2 separate regions of the Sus scrofa genome follow, and region 1 is linked to region 2. A link is a contact called in public HiChIP or PLAC-seq data. All regions are on one chromosome and are shown on one strand. The core of a region is the stretch at or near the end of the contact, and the rest is flanking DNA. Distances in the headings are between cores, read along the strand shown. Region 1 holds the start of CELSR3 (cadherin EGF LAG seven-pass G-type receptor 3). Region 2 holds the start of TREX1 (three-prime repair exonuclease 1).

Region 1 (6,111 bases), core at 2,196-4,695, 180 kb after region 2:
CTCTCCAGAGAAAATGTCCATTTGGAACAGTTCAGGGATGTTCCCTTCCACAATCTGGTACATTATATGGGCATTGGGGCCTTCATCAGGGTCTACTGCAGTGATTTGGGCCACAACTGAGCCCACAATGCTGTTTTCCTTCACTCGCACCTCAAATTCCTCAGCCGGGAAGACTGGTGCATTGTCATTAACATCCTGCACCGTCACCTGAATGCTAACTGGAGTCCGAAGTGGGGGCACACCTCGGTCCACTGCATAGGCAGTCAGTTCATACACTGGCACTGCCTCCCGATCCAGCCACCTCACTGTGCGGACAATGCCAGAGGTGGGCTCAATGGTAAAATCTCCATCTCCATCTTCCCCATTCTGGAAAGTGTACTGGACTCGGCCATTGACATGAGCATCCCGGTCAGTGGCTGAGATCTGGAGGACACTGGTGAAAGGTGGGGCATCCTCAGAGACCAGCCCTGTGTAGTGGGAGGCCACAAACTGTGGAGCATTATCATTCACATCATTGACCATCACCTCCACATAAGTAGTGTCTGCCTTCTGTGGGATGCCATTGTCCCGAGCTGTAATAGCCAGTGTATAGGTCACCTGGTCCTCATAGTCCAGTGGGGCTTGCAGTGTGATAGCCCCTGAGTCTGCATCAATGCGGAACTGGGGCAAGTTGTCCTCTAGGAGGTAAGTGATACGAGCATTCTCACCCACATCATCATCAGAAGCACTGATGACCACCACAGTGCTACCCACTGGCTGGTCCTCATTCACCTTCACTGAGTAGTGGGCACTTTGAAAGACAGGCCGGTGAGTGTTGGCATCTGTGATGTTGATGTGCACATAGCAGTGATCATGAAGGGCACGGTCAGATGCAGTTAGCACCAGCTTGAAGTAGCGTTCCTGCTTGTAGTCCAGTGGTAGGGCCAGTGTCACCAGACCCACACCCCCCTGGGTGCTGATGGCAAAGCGATTCCTAGTGTTGCCTCCTGTGATCTGGTAGCTGATGGCACTGTTGGCATCACGATCTACAGCAGTAACGCTGACCACACTGGTGCCCACAGTCGCGTCCTCATTCAGCCGTAGGTGGTACTCCTTCATTGTGAACTCAGGCCGATTGTCATTAACATCCAGCACAGTCACTGTGACGCTGGCTGAGGCTGAGAGTGGGGGTGAGCCGTGGTCTCTAGCCTCCACACCAAAGAAGTAATGCTCCACAGACTCACGGTCCAGGGGACCACTCACAGAGACCCAGCCAGTGGCACTGTTTATCACAAAGGGTGTATCAGGTGCCACACCAGTTAGGGAATACTCCAATCTGGCATTCTCCCCATGGTCTGCATCCACTGCCTGAATGTGGATGACTGAGTGGCCCAGGGGCGCATTTTCCAGGACAGAGACCTGGAAGGGTGTGCTGACAAAGATAGGAGTATGGTCATTGATGTCCACCACCTGGATGCTGGCCAGGCCTGTGTTATTGGACAGCGGTGGGCGGCCAGCATCCTGAGCCCGGATGCGCAAAGCATACTCTCTCTCTGCCTCAAAGTCCAGAGGTGCCACCACCTGGATCTCACCTGTGAGGCTGTCGATGGCAAAGTGGCCGCGGCTGTTGCCACTGATGATGTTGTAGTGCACCAGTCCATTGGCATCCTTGTCTCGGTCAGTGGCCGTGACTCGTAGGACCACCGTATGGGGCCGCACATCCTCGCGCACCTGTGCCACGTAGCGCTTCTCGCTAAACTGGGGCGCGTTGTCGTTCTCGTCCAGCACGGTTATGTGCACACGCACGGTGGCTGACCGCGGCCCAGGCTCTTGGCCCTGGTCGCTAGCCTCTACCACCAGCTCGTAGCTTTCCATATGCTCTCGGTCCACGCGACCACTGGTGCTGATGAGGCCCGAGCGAGGATCAATTTCGAAGGCGGCAGCGGCTGCAGCGCGCGCAGCCGGGGGCCCCACGAAGCGGTAACGCAGGTTGGCGTTGGGGGGCGCGTCACCGTCTGTGGCACGCAACTGAAGGATGGGGTAGCCCTCCTCCACATTCTCACGAAGCGTCTCCCGGTATTGCGCCTGCTCAAATACCGGCGCGTGGTCGTTGCGGTCGGTCACTGTAACGGCCACCATGGTGGTGGCCGAGAGGCGGGGCGAACCGTGATCCTGGGCTGTCACGCGCAGGTAGTGTCGATCCATACTTTCGCGATCCAGAGCGGCCTCTGTGCGGATGAGGCCGCTCTGCGGGTCGATGCTGAACAGCTCCAGAGAGCGGCTGTTCATGAGCGCAGCCAGCGAGTAGACCAGGCGCCCGGCCTCGCCTGCGTCCGGGTCCTGCGCCACAACGCGTAGAACCGCTGTACCTGCTGCCTCATTCTCGGGCACTAGCGCCTGGTAGTTGTACTGCGGAAACTGCGGGTGGTGGTTCGCGGCGCGACGGGGGCGGACTCTGCCAGCTGAGGGTATTCTCCACGCTCCAGGCCCTGCCGGGACCCCAGGGGGGCGCGGCCCGGGGCGCTGCGGGAGGAAGCGGCGGCGGAAGAGACCTCGGGAGCGCATGCGCTCTGGCATTGGCTCGGGAGCTGTCCGGGACACGCGCGGTGCTGAACCGGACGCGAGAGCTGTCCTCCCCGTGCGAGGTGCTGAATCCAGCACGGGACTAGATCCCACAGCCCCAGGAGGGCGGTCCGGTCGGGATGTCGCGGTTCTCTCGCTCTGACCTCTGCGTCCCGGCGCCCACAATTCCCCACAGCAGCGCGTGGTTCCCACTTTTTTGAGGGCGCCTCTCCCAGTATTCCTCTGGGAGAATACCGGCTGGGAACCACGGGTCCGAACCAGAAAGTCCGAAGGGAAAGGAGAGCTGTTTTCCGGGCCCGGGACCCCTGGGGACAGAGCTTCTGGCGACAGGCTATCTCTTTGCAAGGGCCCTGTCCGCCTGCAAGAGGAGACCTCTGGGCGCCAGCATAACAGGGACCCTGGTCCTTGTCCAGTCTCCCGCCCGCGGCTGCCAACTGCCTGGACCCCGAATTCTGCTACCAGCCTCGGCTCCTCAGGGGGCCCTCGACCGTTTTGGGTGCTTTGCCTTCCCCCTTGGAGCCCCACGAAGACAGGTTCCTTGACTCCTAGGCCAGGCTTTCCATCCTCTCGGACCCCGGGAGGCTCGGGACAAAGAGCTAAGGCTCCGCCACCGATCCGCGCCCCTGGCCCCGTAGCGGCAGCTACCCCAGGGCCCCAGTCTTGGCCCCCGTCGCCCCCCAGCTCCTCCCGGCTAAGAGGGAACAAAGAGAGGAGGAGAAGGAACAGAAGTAGCGGGGTCATCGGCCCCCAGAGACCCCACCACGGCTGCCGCCTCGCCATCACCCCCGCTTCCCAACAAGGCCTCCGCCGTCTCCCGCCCGGGTCCAGGCCTTGGGCCCGCCTCACTGCTCTGGCCCCTACCCGGGCCCCTGCCGCCGCCCTGGTCTCCCGCCTCTCGGCTTGTCGTTCCGCGCCACCGCCACCCTCTGGGCACCATCTACTCCGCGGCCAGAGCCTCTTTGGCTTGCGGCGCCGGCTTTTGCCGCCCCCACCACAGCATCCCCGACGCTGCTGCCGCCTCCCGCCGCTCCAACATGGCTCCCGGCCCCTTCGATGGTTCGTTCCACCTCCGCCCCGAAGCCCCAAATCCGGTGGTACAGGCCGTCGCGCATGGCAGCTCTGGATAACGAAGTTGTTGCCGCCATCTTTATTGAGGGCGGAGTCTGAGTGCTGCCCACGGTGCTGAACCGCACGCAGAGATGCACAGCCCCTCGTTCTACTCTCTTCCTTGTAGACACCGCCCACACCCGTCTCCCTCCCTCCAAGGTGCTGTCCAAGCTCCGTCTTCTAGCTTCTGCTTGCGGATTTCTTGTCCCCCATTCAGGAGCACTAGTTCTGAACTCTGTCCCGGATTTTGGTATGAAAATTTGGTGCCCAGGACGTGCAGAGAGAGAGCGTTCTCAGGACTCTGGGGCGGGGATGATACCACGTGGAATCCTGCAGTTGGGGGGAGTGTGAGGGGGACGATAGTTGGACTGGGCCTAGGGTGCCAGCAGTCCGAACAATAGCCTTAGCTGTTCGATCAGCAAGTTTTAACTCATGAAACATACTGGCACCATCTGCTTGTTTGCAGCACCACAAAGGAGCAAAGTAGGAGCAGAGGCCAAACTTTCCTGCCTTGCTGGCCCGCAGCAGTTTTCCGGGCTGTAGGCTCTTGGAAGCTACACCTGCCTCTCCAGGTCCCTAGTCTGGAGCGCTCTGAAATGCCACGTGGAACACAGCATTGCTTTATGGCTGCTAACCTGGCTTCCTCGGGTCCCCGCCCCTCGCCCTCTATGACTGTGTCCCTTAACCCCTTGAAGAGACGAAAGCGAGCTAAATTCTGCCCGCGCTGTGCAAGTCTGGGCGCAGGTCGGGCCAGGCTAGCCAATGGACAGACGCGGTGCAATGTACGTCACAGAAGGCGAACGGCTGCAGAAGGAGGGGGTGAACGCAGAGCGTTCCAATCAGAAAGCCACTGTTTCTATTGGCACAATGGGTGGCTCCGCCCCCATGGCGAACTCATTGTCTGGGCGGGAAGAGACTCCCCGGGTTCCAGAATAGCCCAGAGATAATCCAGGAGGTTTATACCGACCAGCCTGAAAAGGCAGCAGCGACCATGGGTCGCGGCGACACGGGCGGAGAGAGCGGGCGTGCCTGGACGGGGGAGGGCTTTAGGGCTGGAGCCCAGAAGGCACCAAGGGGCGCGGCTCCTGCTTGGAATCAGCAGAAAACTCCTTGGCTAAGGCCTCTGGTCCGCCCCAAGCAGTACCTATGACATCACCACCAACCAATCATATGGTGCATTCTTAGGCCCTCCATTGACTTCGCTTCCGGGAGGCGGGGTTCCTCCTCCCAGCGCTTCACGTGACTATGGAGATCCGGGTGAGTGGGCCATAGTGGTGCCCACCCATGTTTGTGAATCCGAGAACTTCGTTAAGGTCAGAGCCGGATTTACTGTCTGGGTTCCTGTGGGCGTGAGGGTGGAGCATCTGCAGAGGCGCTGAAGGCGGGACTCGGACGGGCGCCCATTTGGTGCAGGGGTTGGAGTAGGTAGGCCAAAAACTTGGTTTTGAACGTACATCCACCTTCCAGGTCTACAATCTAGCTAGTGAAGGACAGAAAACTTTACACCAACGAAGGAAGGAGATAGGTGGAGTGCTAGAGAGAGGGATGCTGGGGTCCCAGAGGAAGCACCTGAGTCAACGTAGCAATCTGGGAAAGCTCTCTACATTAGATGCCTGAGCTGAGGTTTGAATAACCAAAAGGAGGAGGAGCCATCCTAGGTCTTGGAGGCTGTGTAGGCAAATATACAAAGACATAAGGTGACCGTGGCAGAGGGAAGTTAAGCCCTGCTTTCTCCACTAGCACTAGCACTGCCCTCAACTGATGCTCCTTTTGGAGAGCAAGACCTAGAGCTCTCCTTGATGCCCCTGTCGACTGCAGATGGCTCTAGGTATTGCTCCCTGCTGCTCTGCCTCCACTGTTGTCCTCTTTGTGGCTGCTGTTCCAGGAAAGCCTCCCCCTCCCTATCCGCACTCATCTTGGTGCCCCACTCCCAGTGGCAGTTTCTAATGCTCCCTGTAAAGATAAAAACCAAGTATAGTTCCCTTTCCAAGTCCTCTTTCTACAGCCCTCTAGGACATCTAAGCCTCTCTTATGCTTTTTTCTCTCTACCCTGTGTTTGCCCCCTCCTTCTGCTCAAGTCTGGAGTACCTTGCTGGAAGAGCATGCCAGAAGACCTGGCCAGCCCATCTAGCTCAATTAGCCTATAGTTCTTTGTTCTAAGACCTCCAATCTGTTATCACCTCCTCAGCTCATTACTTTAACCATTAACTGGTCCTGTAACAACTTTCCTGCCCCGCTCTTCTTGGATGAACTCACTGGGCTAAACTCTAACCCCACCTAAAATAGACTTTTTATTGTAAATCAACTATACTCCAAAAAAATTTAAATTAAAAAATAGACTACTTGTGAATTCCTCGCTTCTGGAACAGGAGAGCATTGCTAGAGGAAAACATTTCACATTCAGGAAAAAAAGAAAACTCATTCACAGGCAATAGGAATGTG
Region 2 (6,084 bases), core at 1,097-3,596:
ATTGGCCTATAATTTTCTTTTTTTGTAGTATTTTTGTCTGGTTTTGGTCTTGGGGTGACGGTGGTCTCATACAATGAATTTGTAAGTGTTCCTTCCTCTACAATTTTTTGGAATAGTTTCAGAAGATGTACATGTTAACTCTTCTCTAAATGTTTGATAGAATCCACTGTGAAAGCCATCTGGTCCTGGACTTTTGTTGGGAGTTTTTTTTCTTTTTTAAAATATATATTTTTTTCTTTTTAGGGCCACACCTGTGGCATTTGGAAGTTCCTGGGCTAGGGGTCAAATTGGAGTTGCGAGCTGCAGCTGCCACCCTACACCACAGCCACAGCTACACCGGATGCAAGCCACATCTGCAATCTACACACAGCTTGCAGCAATGCCTGATCCTTAGCAAAATGAGTGAGGCCAGGGTTCAAACCCCTACCCTCACAGAGACTGTGTTGGGTACTTAACCCGCTGAGCCACAAAGGGAACTCCTGCTGGGAGTTTCTTAATCACAGATTCAATTTCAGTACTTGCCTTTGTATGCCAGCAGTACACTCCCCTCTTGTTACCCAGGGGCCAGGGACCAGCTAGTCCCAGGGTAGGTTCTGACCTGTTTGCAGACTCAGTTCTGCAGGATGCAGGATCATATTTTCTTGTTTAGAGTGTCTGCCTCCAGGTGAGTGAAGCTTATCTAGAGGCTTGTGCAGGCTTCCCCATGGGAGTGCAGCTCCTGATGGGTGGAGCTGGGTCTTGGCCCTCAGGTGGGGCAGGGCTTTGTCAAGGGGTGTGTCTAGAGGTGGCTGTGGGCCCAGGAAGTCTTTTTTTTTTTTTTTTGGCTACCCTGAGGCATACGAAGTTCCCAGACCAAGGACCAGATCTGAGCAACAGTGGTGACCAATACCGCAGTTGCAGCAATCTGGATCCTTTAACCCACTGTGCAGGGCCAGGGATCAAATCTGTGTCCTGGCACTGGAGAGACACCACCAACCCCATTGCACCACAGTGGGAACTCCTCAGAAAGTCTTTAGGCAGCCTGTCTACTAATGGGTGGGGCTGCATTCCCAGGCGGTGGGTTGGCTAGCCTCATAAGATCCAGCCATAGCCAAGGCTCCATCACTGCTGAAGCCTGGCTCATTCTTTGGTGGTATCCCAGGACATTTCTCTCACACCCAAGTTAAGACCTGCCTCCTATTTGGGAGCAGAGCCTCCCAGGAGCAATATGGAGGCCAGGCACCCCAGGTCCAAGGAGGCATCCTGAAATACAAATGCTGGACAGCACTGTCAGCTAAGGACCTGTCATCTCCAAGCCACAGCAGTCCTGCAGTGGAGGGTGGTACCCACTTGGTCACATAAAATGAGTATCCGCAAGTAGGCTGCCATTTGAACCCAGATCTTTCTGAATCAAGTTTTCTCTTTGCACTGGCCTCTTGGAAGTTCCTGTTAACCTCCAGTAAAAAGTGAGGGTGAGTTATGGGAGTGGGTCGGAGGTGTCACATCTCTCTGGGCCCGTTTCAGGTTCCAGTGCGTGTTCCGGGTGCTGCCCCAGTGCCTGCGCCCAGAGACACCCCTGCCTGGTGTGCTACTGACTGTTGAGCTCCTGTCCCTCCTGGCGGACCATGAGAAGCTCGCCCCTCAGCTCTGTTCCCACTCAGGTAAAAGTAGGCCTGGGGTGTACGTCTAGGCTGCTCCTGCAAGTTGCAGTGAAGGGTGGTGGCAGGGACAGGTCAGGGGCCTCCTGAGGGCTTCTGCAGCTTGTACCCAGGTGCTGGGTAGGGAGGGGAACCCTGAATGACAGGTGGGACATCCTTTCCAGAAGGCTGCCTCCTCCTCCTCCTGTACATGTACATCACGTCAAGGCCTGACAAAGCAGCCTCGGAGACACAGTGGCTTCAGCTGGAACAAGAGGTAAAACTACTAGAGCCCCTTCTGTGGCCTGCTCACCACCCCACTCCAGAGCCACTTTTCCTCCTTCTGGGAACAAAGGGAGCTTTAATTCATTTTGGTAATGAGTTCAGCCACTAACAAGGTAAACTCACTTGGGGAGCTCCATACAACACAGATCCAGTACAGGCGGACTTCTGGGGATCCTGGGACTTAGCAGGGTTGCCTGATAACTGATGCTCCCCTGGTTTGGGGGCCTGGTGGCTGGAGGTAGCCTGGAACGAGGTGGGTCACTGGTGAGACACAGGTGTTGGCAAGCCTCTCCTGGGAAGGCCTCACAATACTACCACCTCTAGGATCCTTAGTGCAGAGGAGCAGTTGCTGAGACAACCGGAGCTCTTAGAGAAGCTTGAGAAAGCTCTCACTGACCAAGGTCCTGTTCTGCCATGGATGGAACAGAATCTCTTCCTGTTCTAGGCCGTGTGGCTCCTGGCTAAGCTTGGTGTCCAGAGCCCCTCTTCCCCAGTTACCGGCTCCAGCTGTCAGTGCAACGTGGAGGTGAGTGCCAGGGACAAGCAGGGGCAACAGCGGTTGGCTCTGTTGGTGGGTGAGGGGGCCCCGCGCAAGGATCTGTGCTCTTCCCCAGGATTAGAGCACCGCTCAGAACCTTCCTCACCTGGGGGGCAAGGAAAGGGGCTGCCCAGCTGAGCAGGTTGTTAGGGCACAGCGACCAGAAGGCCTGACCTCAGCCTGCCCCTGTCCCAGGTGGTCAGAGCACTCACCGTGATGCTGCACAGACAGTGGCTGACGGTGCAGAGGGCGGGGGCGCTCCCGAGGACTGACCAGCAGAAGCGGACAGTGCGGTGTCTGCGGGACACAGTGCTGCTGCTGCACAGCCTGTCCCAGAAGGACAAGCTCTTCACTGTGCACTGCGTGGAGGTCCTGCATCAGTACGACCAGGTGATGCCAGGGGTCAGCTTGCTGATTCGAGGGCTTCCTGACGTGACAGACTGTGAAGGTGAGCCGGCAAGACGGCCCCTCCCTGCCCAGCCCACGTTTGGGGTTTGCCCTGGAGTCTATGGGCAGGTCAGCCCTCCCCACCTTAGGTCAGCAGCCCTCCGTGCTCACGGCCTTTGCCAGCACTGGGGCCATTCTTGTCTTCCTGCTCCGGTTCTTCTCTGAGTATTATCAGCCTGCCTTTTGCTCCTATCTGTTGAATCAGCCTGGCAGAACCACGGTTTTTCCAGAAACATCCCTGTCTGAATTGCCTTTGTATCACTTTGCTTGCAGTAGCTGAGGGAGCAAGGCCTGGGCATGGAAGGGACTGGTTAGTTCCTGTGGGCCTGGGTGTGGGAGGAGAGGTGGACTTGCTGCAGTCCCAGCGCCTTTAGGCCTTGGCCACAGAACCTTCTTCTCTTTTGGCTCAGAGGCAGCCCTGGATGACCTCTGCGCCACAGAGCCCGATGTGGACGACCCTGAGATGGACTGTGGCTGAGGCCGGGTGAACATCGAGCCACATGGTGGCACCAGCGCCACTCATTTCCTTACCTCATCCACTGATTAAAAGCAGTGACTGGCTGTTTGAGAACATACCAGCCTTTGTTTCCTGAGTCTGATGTGTGTCAGCTGATTGGGAGGGACAGAGTAGGAGCGGGATCCAAGGAAACTGGGATCCTTCTTACTGTCCCTGGAGGGAGCTGAGATCCAGCCCCTTGGTGATGAATCTGCTCTGAGGAAGCAGCCCTGCTCTGCCCTGCCTGTGGAATTGCCCTGAGTCATCGCATTGGGCTGAGGCCATGGTTAGAAACCATTGTGTGGCAGAGAAGGAGGCAGCCCTTCAGCCCAGGCCTAAACCAGGGAGGCCTGGGAAAGTGGGGCCAAGGGGTGGGTACAAACGCCATGGCAGGGGCTCCCGGCAGGCTTGAGTCCTGGAGCTCGCCTTCCCGGATAGCCCTGTCCCCTGCTGTCCAGGGGTCCTGGTGCACTGTGCCAGACAGAGATCTGAGAAGGCCTTTGAGGCAGTACTGTGGGTGCCTGGGGAGGGAACGGGTGTTGGCAAGAGGGACAGCCCAGCAGGCTGACGAGCAGGGGCGGGCTTTGCTCACACCAGCTCCTGGGCGGGCTCAGGCCCAGTTTCACTTCCCGCCACTGCTGCCAGCAGCAAGAACCAGCCAGAGAGCATTCACCCTGAGTCATTGCTGCCTGCCTGCTGTTCGGTGAGGACCCCCAAGGGGATGGGGTAGGGTGGGAGGGCTGTGGGTACCTGCTCCCCCACACACACCAGGCTAAGTGGGTTCTAGGGGAGGAGCCAAACCTTCCCCTGATCAGATAGCTGAGTATGCTGATCCCACAAAGGAAGCCACCGCACCTTCTCTGGCTTCCTGCCCACCCACCCCCTACCCTCCTTTCCTCTTATCACTGGGCACTCACCCTCCCCACCCCCACCCCATGCTCCTCCCCAGGCTCAGCGCCAGATACCTACCATGGGCTCGCAGGCCCTGCCCCAGGCTCCCGTGCAGACCCTCATCTTCTTGGACCTGGAGGCCACTGGCCTGCCCTTCTCCCAGCCCAAGGTCACGGAGCTATGCCTGCTAGCTGTCCATAGATGTGCCCTGGAGAGCCTTCCCATCCCACAGGGGCCTTCTCCCACGGTGCCACCGCCACCTCGGGTGCTGGACAAGCTCTCCCTGTGCGTGGCTCCAGGGAAGGCCTGCAGCCCTGCAGCCAGCGAGATCACTGGCCTGAGCACAGCTGTACTGGCTGCACATGGGCGTCAGTACTTCGATGCCAACCTGGCCAATCTCCTCCGAGCCTTCCTGCAGCGCCAGCCACAGCCCTCGTGCCTCGTGGCACACAACGGTGACCGCTACGACTTCCCCCTGCTCCAGGCAGAGCTGGCCATGCTGGGCCTTGCCAGTGCTTTGGATGACACCTTCTGTGTGGATAGTATTGCAGCCTTGAAGGCCCTGGAGCAAGCTGACGGCTCCTCGGAGCACGGCCCAAGGAAGAGCTACAGTCTGGGCAGCATCTATACACGCCTGTATGGCCAGGCTCCACCAGACTCACACACGGCTGAGGGTGATGTCCTAGCCCTGCTCAGCATCTGTCAGTGGAGGCCACGGGCCTTGCTACGGTGGGTAGATGTTCATGCCAGGCCTTTCAGCACCGTCAAGCCGATGTACGTGGTCACAGCCTCTACTGGAACCAACCCAAGGCCATCTGCTGCCAAGGCCACTGTACTCCTGGCCAAAGCCAGGAACACCAGCCCCAACCTTGGTGGGGACAGAAGCCCCAAGCCCCTTTCTCCAATGAAGAGCCCTGGAACCCCACCCAGGGAGGGACTGCTGGCCCCACTGGGCCTGCTGGCCTTCCTGACCTTGGCAGTAGCCACACTGTATGGGCTGTCCATAGCCATACCTGGGCATTAGGCCAAGGAAGGGCTGACTAATAAAGACCCTCTCACAGCGCTGAGTGATCACTCACCTCTATGCTCCGTGGCAGCCTTAGAGCCTCCTGCACTTCTGCCCACACTCAGAGACCTGGGGCCAGGACACAGAAAGTGGCAGTCCTTGTTATCACCCTTCATAGCAGGATGATGAGACGTCTGAGCCCAATAAAAGTGAGGGAAATGAACTCCAAATATTGGATGGAAATGGTTGGTACCTGGCCTAATACACAATCCCAGCAGCCAAGGCCACAAAACAGGGGGACAGCAGATCCAAATACTTGCATTTATTATAAACAAGGGTGCAGACTCTAGATTCTCAAAAACACACGAACAGGTACAAAGCTACAATGTGGTAAGACATTATAGAGGAGAGGGAACACCGAGGTATTGTGTCTGGGCCAAAGCAGCCACCCAGGGCCCCTTCCACCTTTGGTCCAGATGACCCCTTGGCCCAGGTGTCCCCACTGCCAGGACAGACTGTGGACTGGGGTACAGGAGCTGGACAGTCTGTGAGGCTGGTGCTGGGGAAGCAGGGGCTATCACGCTAGACAGTCTCTCTCCTCTGGGGCAATTTCTCTCTAGGACCCAGGGGTTTCAGCCTCACAGCAATTATAACACACACTTTGAAACAAAGCAGGTAAAATGTTTAGCTCAAAAAACACTGCAGGGATGACACCTGAGTGTGTAGGTAGACAGAGGCCAGCCTGTGCATCTGTGGCGGGAGTCAGGGCAGCCAGAACCATGGGTAAATGTGGCTTTCCAGGTGG

What was found. HiChIP or PLAC-seq counts read pairs in DNA pulled down with a chosen protein or histone mark.
Region 1: an H3K27ac HiChIP or PLAC-seq map of alveolar macrophages shows a contact between it and region 2. The contact joins the promoter of CELSR3 here to the promoter of TREX1 in region 2. A contact is called at or near these places in 2 of 5 promoter capture datasets (fetal skeletal muscle and liver), 2 of 47 Hi-C or Micro-C datasets (embryonic fibroblasts and heart right ventricle) and 1 of 2 datasets of contacts at active chromatin or transcription factors (alveolar macrophages).

The regions. Positions count from the first base shown.
Region 1 is chr13:31,353,929-31,360,039 of Sscrofa11.1, forward strand. It overlaps CELSR3 (cadherin EGF LAG seven-pass G-type receptor 3), which reads right to left and starts at 3,446. Exons shown (of 36, transcript XM_021070639.1): 1 at 1-3,446. The coding sequence starts at 3,342.
Region 2 is chr13:31,175,258-31,181,341 of Sscrofa11.1, forward strand. It overlaps TREX1 (three-prime repair exonuclease 1), which reads left to right and starts at 2,347. Exons shown (of 2, transcript XM_021070629.1): 1 at 2,347-2,427; 2 at 2,635-5,507. The coding sequence starts at 4,353. The coding sequence ends at 5,297. ATRIP (ATR-interacting protein) reads left to right here. Exons shown (of 13, transcript XM_005669525.3): 9 at 1,504-1,640; 10 at 1,802-1,893; 11 at 2,347-2,427; 12 at 2,635-2,887; 13 at 3,297-3,459. The coding sequence ends at 3,364. It overlaps SHISA5 (protein shisa-5), which reads right to left. Exons shown (of 6, transcript XM_021070633.1): 6 at 5,587-6,084.